Regions from separate parts of the Ctenopharyngodon idella genome. Here region 1 is linked to region 2. Evidence: chromatin contacts called from public Hi-C data. All regions are on one chromosome and are shown on one strand. The core of a region is the stretch at or near the end of the contact, and the rest is flanking DNA. Distances in the headings are between cores, read along the strand shown. Region 1 holds the start of prkaa2 (protein kinase, AMP-activated, alpha 2 catalytic subunit). Region 2 holds the start of usp24 (ubiquitin specific peptidase 24).

What was found. A called contact is a pair of places that touch in the nucleus more often than the background predicts.
Region 1: a Hi-C map of muscle shows a contact between it and region 2, with 9 times the contacts expected there. The contact joins the promoter of prkaa2 here to the promoter of usp24 in region 2. A contact is called at or near these places in 2 of 2 Hi-C or Micro-C datasets (both in muscle).

What each region holds. Positions count from the first base shown.
Region 1 is chr20:4,134,569-4,139,695 of HZGC01, forward strand. prkaa2 (protein kinase, AMP-activated, alpha 2 catalytic subunit) reads left to right here and starts at 1,513. Exons shown (of 9, transcript XM_051875842.1): 1 at 1,513-1,753. The coding sequence starts at 1,660.
Region 2 is chr20:3,865,566-3,870,758 of HZGC01, forward strand. It overlaps usp24 (ubiquitin specific peptidase 24), which reads right to left and starts at 3,294. Exons shown (of 68, transcript XM_051873930.1): 1 at 2,796-3,294. The coding sequence starts at 3,077. bloc1s2 (biogenesis of lysosomal organelles complex-1, subunit 2) reads left to right here and starts at 4,190. Exons shown (of 5, transcript XM_051873935.1): 1 at 4,190-4,428; 2 at 4,806-4,922; 3 at 5,003-5,122. The coding sequence starts at 4,266.

The DNA of each region.
Region 1 (5,127 bases), core at 263-2,762, 270 kb after region 2:
TAAATGTTTTCATAAATATATTTCTGTAATGACAACTCTCGGACATGAATTACCCGTAGCAGATCTATACAGGTGGAGCTGGGGAGGGTGGGGGGTTTCTGAAAGCACGCTGCAAACTGCGACAGTAAATGCTGACCAAGTATTTGAAGGTTGAGCAACGAGCTCATTGGCTGCTGATACAGCAGGAACCAATCAGCTGTGCTCTATAGAGAATGATATTGTGCCTTTAACTCAATCTGGTTGCAATCATGACATGATTGCAACCAGATTGAGTTAAAGGCACAATATGTAAATTTTCACCACTAGAGGTCGCTTATTCAAAACAAAGGTGATGACACCTTGATTTTGCGGAATCACAAGAGGTGTTGTCTTCACATCTACAGCCGATGGAAAAGAATCGGTATGGGACTTGGTCAAAAATCATGTTCATGGATGAGGTTATTAACATTACTGTATGAAGCAGAGCAGGGCCGAGCGTTGTGCGAGCAGAAACAAGGCCGCTAGAGCGATTGCTAATGTTGCAAAACTTTTATTATGCCACAGTCACCACTTCCGCTTCTTCTGGCCATGTGTATGCGGGGTAACGCAGCACTGTTTATCATATTAGATACATTTGTGAGTTGAAAGTTGTTATAGTGCTACTTTGTGTTCACTCGGCGGCTACTATGAGACACTTAGTACACTGCAGTAAGCTAGACCGATATTAGTCATGGTAAAACATGGTACTCGCAGTAAATCAAGGAAACAAGATTTAAACAATAAGACCGGAAATCGAGGGTAACACGGGTATGATGTCATTGACAGGCGACACACGGACACGGTCCGTGTCCTGTTTAAAATTGCTTATTTCTCTGGATTTAAACATTCTTGGAAACATTTGGGATAATGTAAGTACTCAAAATATATAACATTGTTCTAGTGTTTTTTGGATATTTTAATATTGTGCCTTTAGGGATCTTAATAACAGAACTTTGTATGACAACAAAATCTATCTCTTGATATATAAAAAATACACAGCTGTGAAACATTATATTAAAAGTTTTTTTTTTTTTTTTTTTACTTCTTTCTTTAATGAACCCTTGAATTTTGTCAGGACAGTGTCACATTTCCTTAAAATATATTTTTTCCTAGCTTTATTATTATTATTTACTTGGGGTGAATTCAGGTTGATTGGGACACTTTATGAGATGACTGGGGAAAAGTGTCCCAATCAACCTGAATTCACCCTATATGAAGAACTGTGTATGGTGATTTTATGGATAGTGAGTAAAATGTAATGTCAATATGTAGCCTAAAATAAAAAGAAACTCAAACGAAATGGTAGGCAACATACATTCTAGTTGTTATCATATTTGAATAATTATCGCCAAAGTGGAAATGATGCTATATTTAAAACTAATGTAGGGAAAGTTGTGAGATGTGTCATGCTCAGTAATCAGACTGAGGGGAATAGGCTACTTGTTTACGCCCCGACCGCCCCCTTTACCCCCCTCTTTAAAGCCTTATCAGCTGATCCGAGAGCTGCCTGTTTGTGTACAGTTACAGTTTCTCCTGAAGCTGAATTCAGATCAGCACTTAAAGGGGTTTAGTAAAGCTCTGTCTACCTCATGTGCTCAATCCCGCCTCCTGTAAGGCAGCCCGAGGACCTCACATAGTAAGATGGCTGAAAAACAGAAACACGAAGGCAGGGTAAAGATAGGACACTACATCCTCGGAGACACGCTGGGAGTCGGAACATTTGGAAAAGTGAAGAGTTAAGTCTATTCATTTACTATACGTGTTCTGTTGATGCATGGAATGGAAGTACGAACGTATGTTTTCGGGGTTGTTAGTGCTGAACTTGCCGGCGGGCGATGTGCGCAATTTACGTAGCATAAACTGCGTAGTAAAAACCTCCTCTAACGTCCTCCAGACACAGAAAGTGCGTATGCTGTTAGTGAATACGGCGCAGAGCTGGGAATTCTTTCAGCACCACAGTAGACGGTGCACTTGCAATCATGTTTGAGTAAATGTTTAGTATCACAACATTTGGGTAACTATCTGGCATTTCGGCATCATTTAGGGTTCACGTACTTACGTCTTCTCAATATTTGGTATTTTGCAAATTTTAATGCACTGTCATCCTCCCTGCAGCGATCATGCATTGAGCTGCGCTCTTTAACTTGTTATTTGCATACATTTCCAGCTCCCAAATTATTGAATTTTTAAAACGTTTGTCTCAAAAGTATATTCTGATGATTAATGTAAAAGTAGCGCTGGAACAAATGTCGTAGTTCGTATATTTTACCTGCAGCACTGCTTTGACCTTGCAGTCATTTTCTATTCTAAGCGCGTGTGGGAATGCCGCTCATTTTGGGAATGACCTTTCGCACGGGTATAGCCCTATGGTATAGCCTTGTGTTTGAGCTTTGCTCCGCATTATTGAAGCAAAACCTTATTCCACGGCGTGTGTTGCATTAAAAGAAATGCTCTTATTATTATTGTCTCTACTCTGTGCACATACAACCGTTATAAACTATGTTTATTGATTCCCTGTGCATTATAATTTCATCAAAAAACTTCCATCTAAACTGAGATGCCTACCTAGACAGCATTTTTGCCTAAACAAGCATTTTCCATTCATCTCAATGGCCTTTGCTCTGCTGGGTGTCCGACAAGATTCATCCTCCCTTTACCATAGAGTGTAACAGTACCCGCCCACTTTTCCAGGGGTTTCAGAAGTATTTTTCCCATCTATTTTCCCAAAGGGACCTTTAAAAAGTCTTGATTTAAGCCATGAACCCAAACCAACCAGCTACAGGGTGATTCACAACATAACAAACTTTGATTTGTAGCAAAAAAAAAAAAAAAAAAAAGTAGGCTATTTGAAAATCAGGCAAAAAGACAAAGGTACAAAACAGTGTACATAACAGCTTTAAAGTCACTATTAAATTTAAATGAACAATTCTTCTTCTTCTTCTTTTTTTTTTATTCATTTATTTTTTTATGGAGTATTAGAGTATTTGTAGCAACTCATGTAATAACTGCACATAATGTAGTAAGTATTACATTATTATTGTAATACAATGTTCATAATGTAATAATTTTCTCAAAACGTAATAAAATCTTGAGCTCATAATGTAATAACAATTTTTACATTATGAGAAATTTATTACATTATGAACTCACCAAAACATGTCATATTTACATAACTGTAATAGCTTTTAAAACATAAAAAATAGTATTCCCTTACAGTACATTTTATTTTATTACAATAATAATGTAATACTTATTACATTATTTGCAGTTTTAACATTACGTGCTGTTATTACATTATGAATTGCTAAATGATTTTTCCATGCTCATTATTATTAGTAGTATTTTTAATTCATGTTATTTTTAATTCAAATTCATGACCCACTGTGAATGACATAAATTACAGTCGTGCTCAAAAGTTTACATACCGCTTGCAGAATCTGCAAAATGGTGATTATTTTAACAAAATAATTGTGGAGCACTTCTAACTAGCAGTAGTGTAAAGTATTTGAGTAAATGTAATTAGTTACAGTACTTAAGTATCTTTTTGGCTACTTTGTAGGTTTACTAAGTATCAAAGCTATTAGCAACTTTTACTCTCTACTTGACTATTTTTGAATATATATTTGTCTTGAGTAATGCAATTACATTTTGCATGGCGCTAACTTTTTCTGCAGCAGTTTATTTCTGCTACAAAAGAAGCGATATTGCCATCTAAAGGGCATTGAAGGTACTATCTTGTGTGTTTTGCCCTTGTCAATAAGGCTATACTTTTACATGAATGCGAGTGCATTAGATGAGGACATGGCAGCAGCTTAAGTCAGCGCATTCAGTGCAAGCAAGCTTTGACTATTTAATTTTACTTAACATTATTTTATTTATCCATTATATTGAAGAGACCTTTTTCAATGATATTCGTTTACTTATGCCCTTTATGAGCGCTTGAGCTTAACTGAGACTTCAGTGTTTCTAGATGTTTAAGAGGCTGTTGTGTCAAACTTGATTTATTGAAATATTAAGGTATTCAGTTTTATTTTGATTTTAGAAAATAAACATGATTGCTTTCCTCTTAGGTGTTCAGGACTAGTGGATATTTGAGTCTACATTCAGTACGAGTAAAATACTGTTAAAATCAGATACGCTAAGACTTTTACTCAAGTTGTATTGGAATTGGTGACTTGTAACTTGTAATGGAGTCATTTTCGCTGTAAGGTATCTCTACTTTTACTTAAGTATGGTTTTTGGGTACTCTTTACACCTCTACTAACCAGTTAGCCTACTAGCTTTACCTCTACCTTAGCAGTGTCCAATCCTGCTCATGGAAGGCCAATGTCTGGCAAACTTTAGCTCCAACCTGCCCAAACACTTGTCTGGAAGTTTCCAGTAATCCTGAAGACCTTGATTGGCTGGTTCAAGTGTGTTTAATTAGGATCGATGCTAAACTCTGCAGGATATTTGCCCCCCAGGAGCAGGATTGGAAACCCCTGCTCCAGCTGATTAAGCTAGTTTGGCATACTGATTAGCCTGCTAGGCTATACAAGAGTTTCTACAGTACCACTATATACATTTGTACAAAATATTGAGGATACTTAGCTATTTTGATTAAGTAGAAAAATATATCACAATAATGCAATACATTTTTGAACAGACAAAAAAATAAATAAAATCCTTTGGGGCAAGAGAATCTTTACTATCAACTATCCCGAGCTGTGATGTCAGCCAATTTCATCCGAATACATGGATGTTTTTGAATGGCCATCAATGGAGAAAGATGTTCCTTGCGGTCAGATAATGAAGTTACTACCAAGGGTTTTTTGAGCTCGCTTTTTGAGGTTTGAGACTAAACAAAAGTCTAACATTCACCAAAAAAAAAACACCTTGAACAATTTGCATTATTCATCAATGACCAGTTGAGCAAATGACCTTGACGAGAGTCTAAAGAATTTTATCAAGGCGGGAAATCTAACAGCCTTATCAGGCTCCACATGAGATCCCATGACTGGAGTTTAAGCCCACTCATGTGATGCAACTTTCCAGAGAATTGCATGCAATCTAACAAATAATCCATCATAATACTGAAAACACTTAAATTGTTTATTCCTTGTCTGTAAA
Region 2 (5,193 bases), core at 2,044-4,543:
ATATTTGTTTTCATAGCCTTCAATCTGCACACTGACTTATCTGATTAATTAAAGAAATAATAAACAGATTAAGCCATAAACAGATTGCATATGAAAATAAAAGCACTTCAGATATCTTCCATAATTTGCAACCGCATCATAAACTGCAGTACGAAGAGTGTGTTAAAGCTTTATTTACCCATGTGCCTTATGAAAAGAAAATGAAACATTTAGGCCTAGCCTACTTCCTAGAAAATGCAGAGATATATATCGTGTACCGTCTTTCAGCTTAAAAATACCGACATATGATTTTTGGTTTTGACATAAGAGCAGACGTTGTTGCGTGAATGTGCGTTGGAGATTAATATTTCTTAAATAAAGTGGTAAATTGTTATTTTGTTCAAACAAAGCACTCACGTCACTTCATAAAATTGAGGTTAAACCACTGAAGTCACATGGATTACTTTAATGATGTCTTTACTACCTTTCTGGGGCTTGAAAGTGGTAGTTGCGTAGGCTGTCAATGGAGGGACAGAAAGCCCTCAGACTCATTAAAAATATCTTAATTTGTGTTCTGAAGATGAAAGAAAGTCTTTCGGGTTTGGAACAACATGTCAGTGCCATAGTTTTGTCTCAAGATGCACACCAGTAATGTTTTTTCTAAGGCATGTTTATAAAAGCTACTTAAAATGTCCTAATTTAATCTAAGCCCTGTCTGTGAAACCAGGCCTATATTTGTACACTTTCCCACCCACCAAATAGTTGCAACTAAGTTAAATACTTTTTATTAGTAACTGGCTTGTAGTATAACTACCATTAATAAAGGGTAGATTCACTGTAAAGAGCGTCCTCAACAGTAATAAAAACAAGATTGAAGTAATATTAACAACATATTCAAAGGGTCTGTGCACACACAAGTCAAGTCCGGGACGCACTGACCAACATGGACATTTTAAATCATTGCACTTTAGTGTTCAGCTCTGACTGCGGTTGACCAACAGGTCAAAGAAGCCATGAGGGAAAACAGCGAAAGGAACACTGCAACAGTTGGGCAATAATCACAAAGCCTGATGGCCACATATAAGACTCAAATATCAGACAACAGAATTACACAAAACTAGAGCTGTTTATCCAAATTCAGAAAAATAACCATTCAAGACCTGTGGGAAAGACTTCTAGCACACAAAAGTCATTTCACATGCTAATATAAAGCAGCTTTTTATCAGTCTTTTTAATTTAACCCAGTAACACTGGTCAGTATCACAGAGTTAAAGGGTTAGTTCACCCAAAAATGAAAATTCTGTCATTAATTACTCACCCTCATATCGATCCACACCCGTAAGACCTTCATTCATCTTCAGAACACAAATTATTTTTGATGAAATCCCAGAGGTATCTGACTCGCCCATAGACAGCAATTTAACCACCACTTTTAAGGTCCAGAAAGGTACTAAAGACATCGTTAAAATAGTCCATGTGACTACAGTGGTTCAACCTTAATTTTATGAAGCGACGAGAATACTTTTTTGTGAAAAAACAAAACAAAAAATACAAATTTATTCAACAATTTCTCCTCTACCCTGTCAGCAGGGTTGCCAGGTTTTCACAACTAAACCCGCCCAATTGCTACTCAAAACTAGCGCAGTCGCGCTTCGGCGGGAGGGGGGGGGTCCCCCAGTAAAATCCGCGTTCTTTGCAGGCTTCCCCTGGTAAAATTTGCATTCCAGGGGCTAAATATCATGTTATTTGGAGTCGCTTAAAACACGCAGACGTGAAAAACAACCTTCTGCAACAGTGTTAAAGTAGCCCAATTCCACGTAAAAATCTCCCTGTCAGTCATACGCAGTTAACGCAGTGAATGCAGTTCAGCGCTTCCGTGTTTACATCCGAAAGCCGACTCATTATTGGCCAGCTCCTGCGTCGGAATCACACGCATGCGTCGTGGTGCTTATGTGAACAGCGTCGGCCAATACTGAGCCGGCGTTCGGATGTAAACACGCTGAACGAGAATGACACAGAAAAGAAGATCTTGTTGAATAAAGTAGTTATTTTTGTTTTTGTGCACAAACAGTATTCTCGTCGCTTCATAAAAATAAGGTTGAACCACTGCAGTCACGTCGACTTTTTTAACAGTGTCTTTAGTACCTTTCTTGACCTTGAAAGTGTCTGTTAAATTGCTGTCTATGGACGAGTCGTATACCTCTCAGATTTCATCAAAAATATCTTAATTTGTGTTCCGAAGATGAACGAAGGTCTTACGGGTGTGGAACGACATGAGGGTGAGTAATTAATGACAGAATTTTCATTTTTGAGTGAACTAACCCTTTAATATAACTGATGACAAATGACATTTGATGGTTCAACGATCTGACGTGTAAATTATCAGCCACACGTCTCCTGTTATTGCTCAACAGTTAGTAAAGAAAGACACTAGTATATTTATTCATCAGGAGGAAAAAATACTCCATTGGCTTAATGATTAACGTTCAACACGCAAATAAACATAGTAAACTCTAACAGGTCTCTAGCATTTCAAGGCAATCTACGACACCCATCCCCCAAGATCCTACAACTTCAGCATTCATTCACATGGCAGCAGAATTCATTCTTAATCTGCTACCGCATGCACAAGGATCCTAAAGATAAGAGACAATATCTTGACATCCTCGTCAGGTGTTGCATGCACATGCACAACAGGTAATGCATGCATTTATAGGGGCGATAAAGGCGTGCGGCGCCTTTCCCTCCGGTTTTTGACAGCCCCGGTGAAAGCCGCCGTGCAAATGATCACATATGCATGCGTTTCATAATCATACCTCACTTTCCACGACGTCGTGATACGCTGGCGGAGGATCAAACCCTCCGGTGCCCGTGCGCCCGCTGTTCTCGCCGTCTCCACTGAGGCCGGAGCCCGGGGAAGTGCCGCTTTCCATCGGCTCGTAGCCGTATCCGAGTCCCGGGCTTTCGTTGGTGAGCAGCGCGACAGCCTCGTTGATGTCGTTTTTGGCCAGGCGCAGGGCTTTCCGGATGGCCACCGGGTCTGGGAAACCCATGCATAACAGCGTGGTCATATGCTGCTCCTCCTCTGTCTCCATCATGGAAGTGTGTCGATGATCGGGGCTTCAGTAAGGGGGCACATAGCACAGGCATCCGGCTGTGCATGCCGCCATGTTTACAGTCGGTGGTGGTGCTGGTATCCTGTCACGATGGATTCCCGTCACAGGCAGAGGGCAGCGGGGCTGAGAGCGGGCCACGCCAGGCCTGTGAAGCTAGCGACTCCAATGGCTAGATAGGTGGGTGTAGACTGGGATACTTTTCAAAATAAAGGTCAAATAGAAACACGTTCATAATAATTATTTTTATAAATAATGTTTAATATTTATTGATGGGTAGGTTGATTACTTTGGACTTGGTACTGTATATATATTTTTTTTCTTCTTCTTTTTTTTTTAATAATACAAATGCAAATTAATAATTAAAGATGTTCATTCAACACCATAGAGTGTGAATGAAAATATTCCCCTGATCCTTAATACATGTGTAAAAACGAGTAAAATATGGTTCTGTGTATATTATATAATATGTATACTCAAATATATCTTTCTTTTAAAGAAGAAAGTGAATATATTTTAAAGTGGATTATGTATTGATCAGTAATTACGTTTATTTCTTGATGGGTAGGTTGATTACTAAATTATATATTGTTATGATAGTAATATATATATATATATATATATATATATATAGAAAAATAAGTAGGCATTCAAGCAAGTAACACTGAATAATACAAATGCATGAATTCCAAATACAAATCTTGAATTATCATTATTTTGAAATGCATATGACCGGAAATACATCTAATACCAGCTCATTGTTCTTTGCTTCACTCTTTTTAAATTGGCAGCGTTATCACGCAGCCCCACCCATATCTGTATATAAAACATGTGTTTTCTGTCCTATACTTTATTAATTATAACTCTTAATGACCCACATTTAGATTTCACATTTCGTATTCATGAATTGTATCTGATATGTACGACAAAAAGAATATTACATACAAGTGAAATAAGAGCAACTAATAATATGACCACTTTAAAAATATTTAATTTTTTCATAAATCCTCGTCACACTTTATAAATACATTGTCTTCTGTCCGTTTCGTTTTACTAGATTTAAAAAAAAAGAAAAAAAAAAAGTATTCGGTTTCATTTCACTGCATTAGAAAAAAAGACGGAAACGAGAAGTCACGTGAAACTGCTCTGGTCATGTGATCATGTGTACTGAAAATGGCAGCTACGGGGGAGGAGGCCGCAGCGATGGACAGCATCTGTAAAGCACCCGCTCCCCCGACCGACCTCAACCTCACAGTCCAGCCCGAGCCAGAGCCCGAGCCTAGGAAAGATGCGGCCACAAGCGATGCGACAGAGACCCCAAAAGTCAAAAGACCTAGTAATAACAGTGAGCTGCTTTTGTAAATAATGCAAGTTGTGTGCAAGTCACTGTATACTGCAAGTTCATCTGTAGAGAGTCTTAGCTTTACAGTGCTGCTGTTGAACATGTTGTGTTCGTCACTTATTTTTAAGCTAATGCAACCTGTTTCTTTTCAGGTTTCTTTATTTGACGTGATCTCTTCCCAAAGAGAAGAATGCGTTTTGTATACAGTGACTAAACTGTGTCCGCGTCTCTAAATCTACTAAGCTGCCTACCCAGACTGCAATTTGGGGCATCATAGACATTTAGAATCCACATTTAATGCCCAGAAGTTCTGGCAGGGTAGGCAGCTCTCTAGGTTTAGGGACACTAAAAGTGTTTGCTGTCTGTAACAGATGAGGGAGGTGTGGAGACAGCAGAGGAGGCCACTGAACCCGCTGAACCAGATATCAACGAGCTCTGCAGAGACATGTTTGACAAAATGGCAGTTTTCTTACAGGGAGAGCTCACTGGTAATGAGAATATAATTAATAATGAATCTCTTTGTAGACTTCCAGATGTTTGTGTGTAATTTTTTGTCCTGTTTCCTTAGCCACCTGTGAGGACTACAAACTCCTCGAGAACATGAACAAACTCACCAGTCTGAAGTACATGGAGATGAAGGACATATCCATCAACATCAGCCGCAATCTGCAAGATCTCAATCAGAAATGTGAGAAATGCGGCTCCGATATATAAAATCAACCAACATATGTGTTTATTCATGTTGTTAATATGACATTA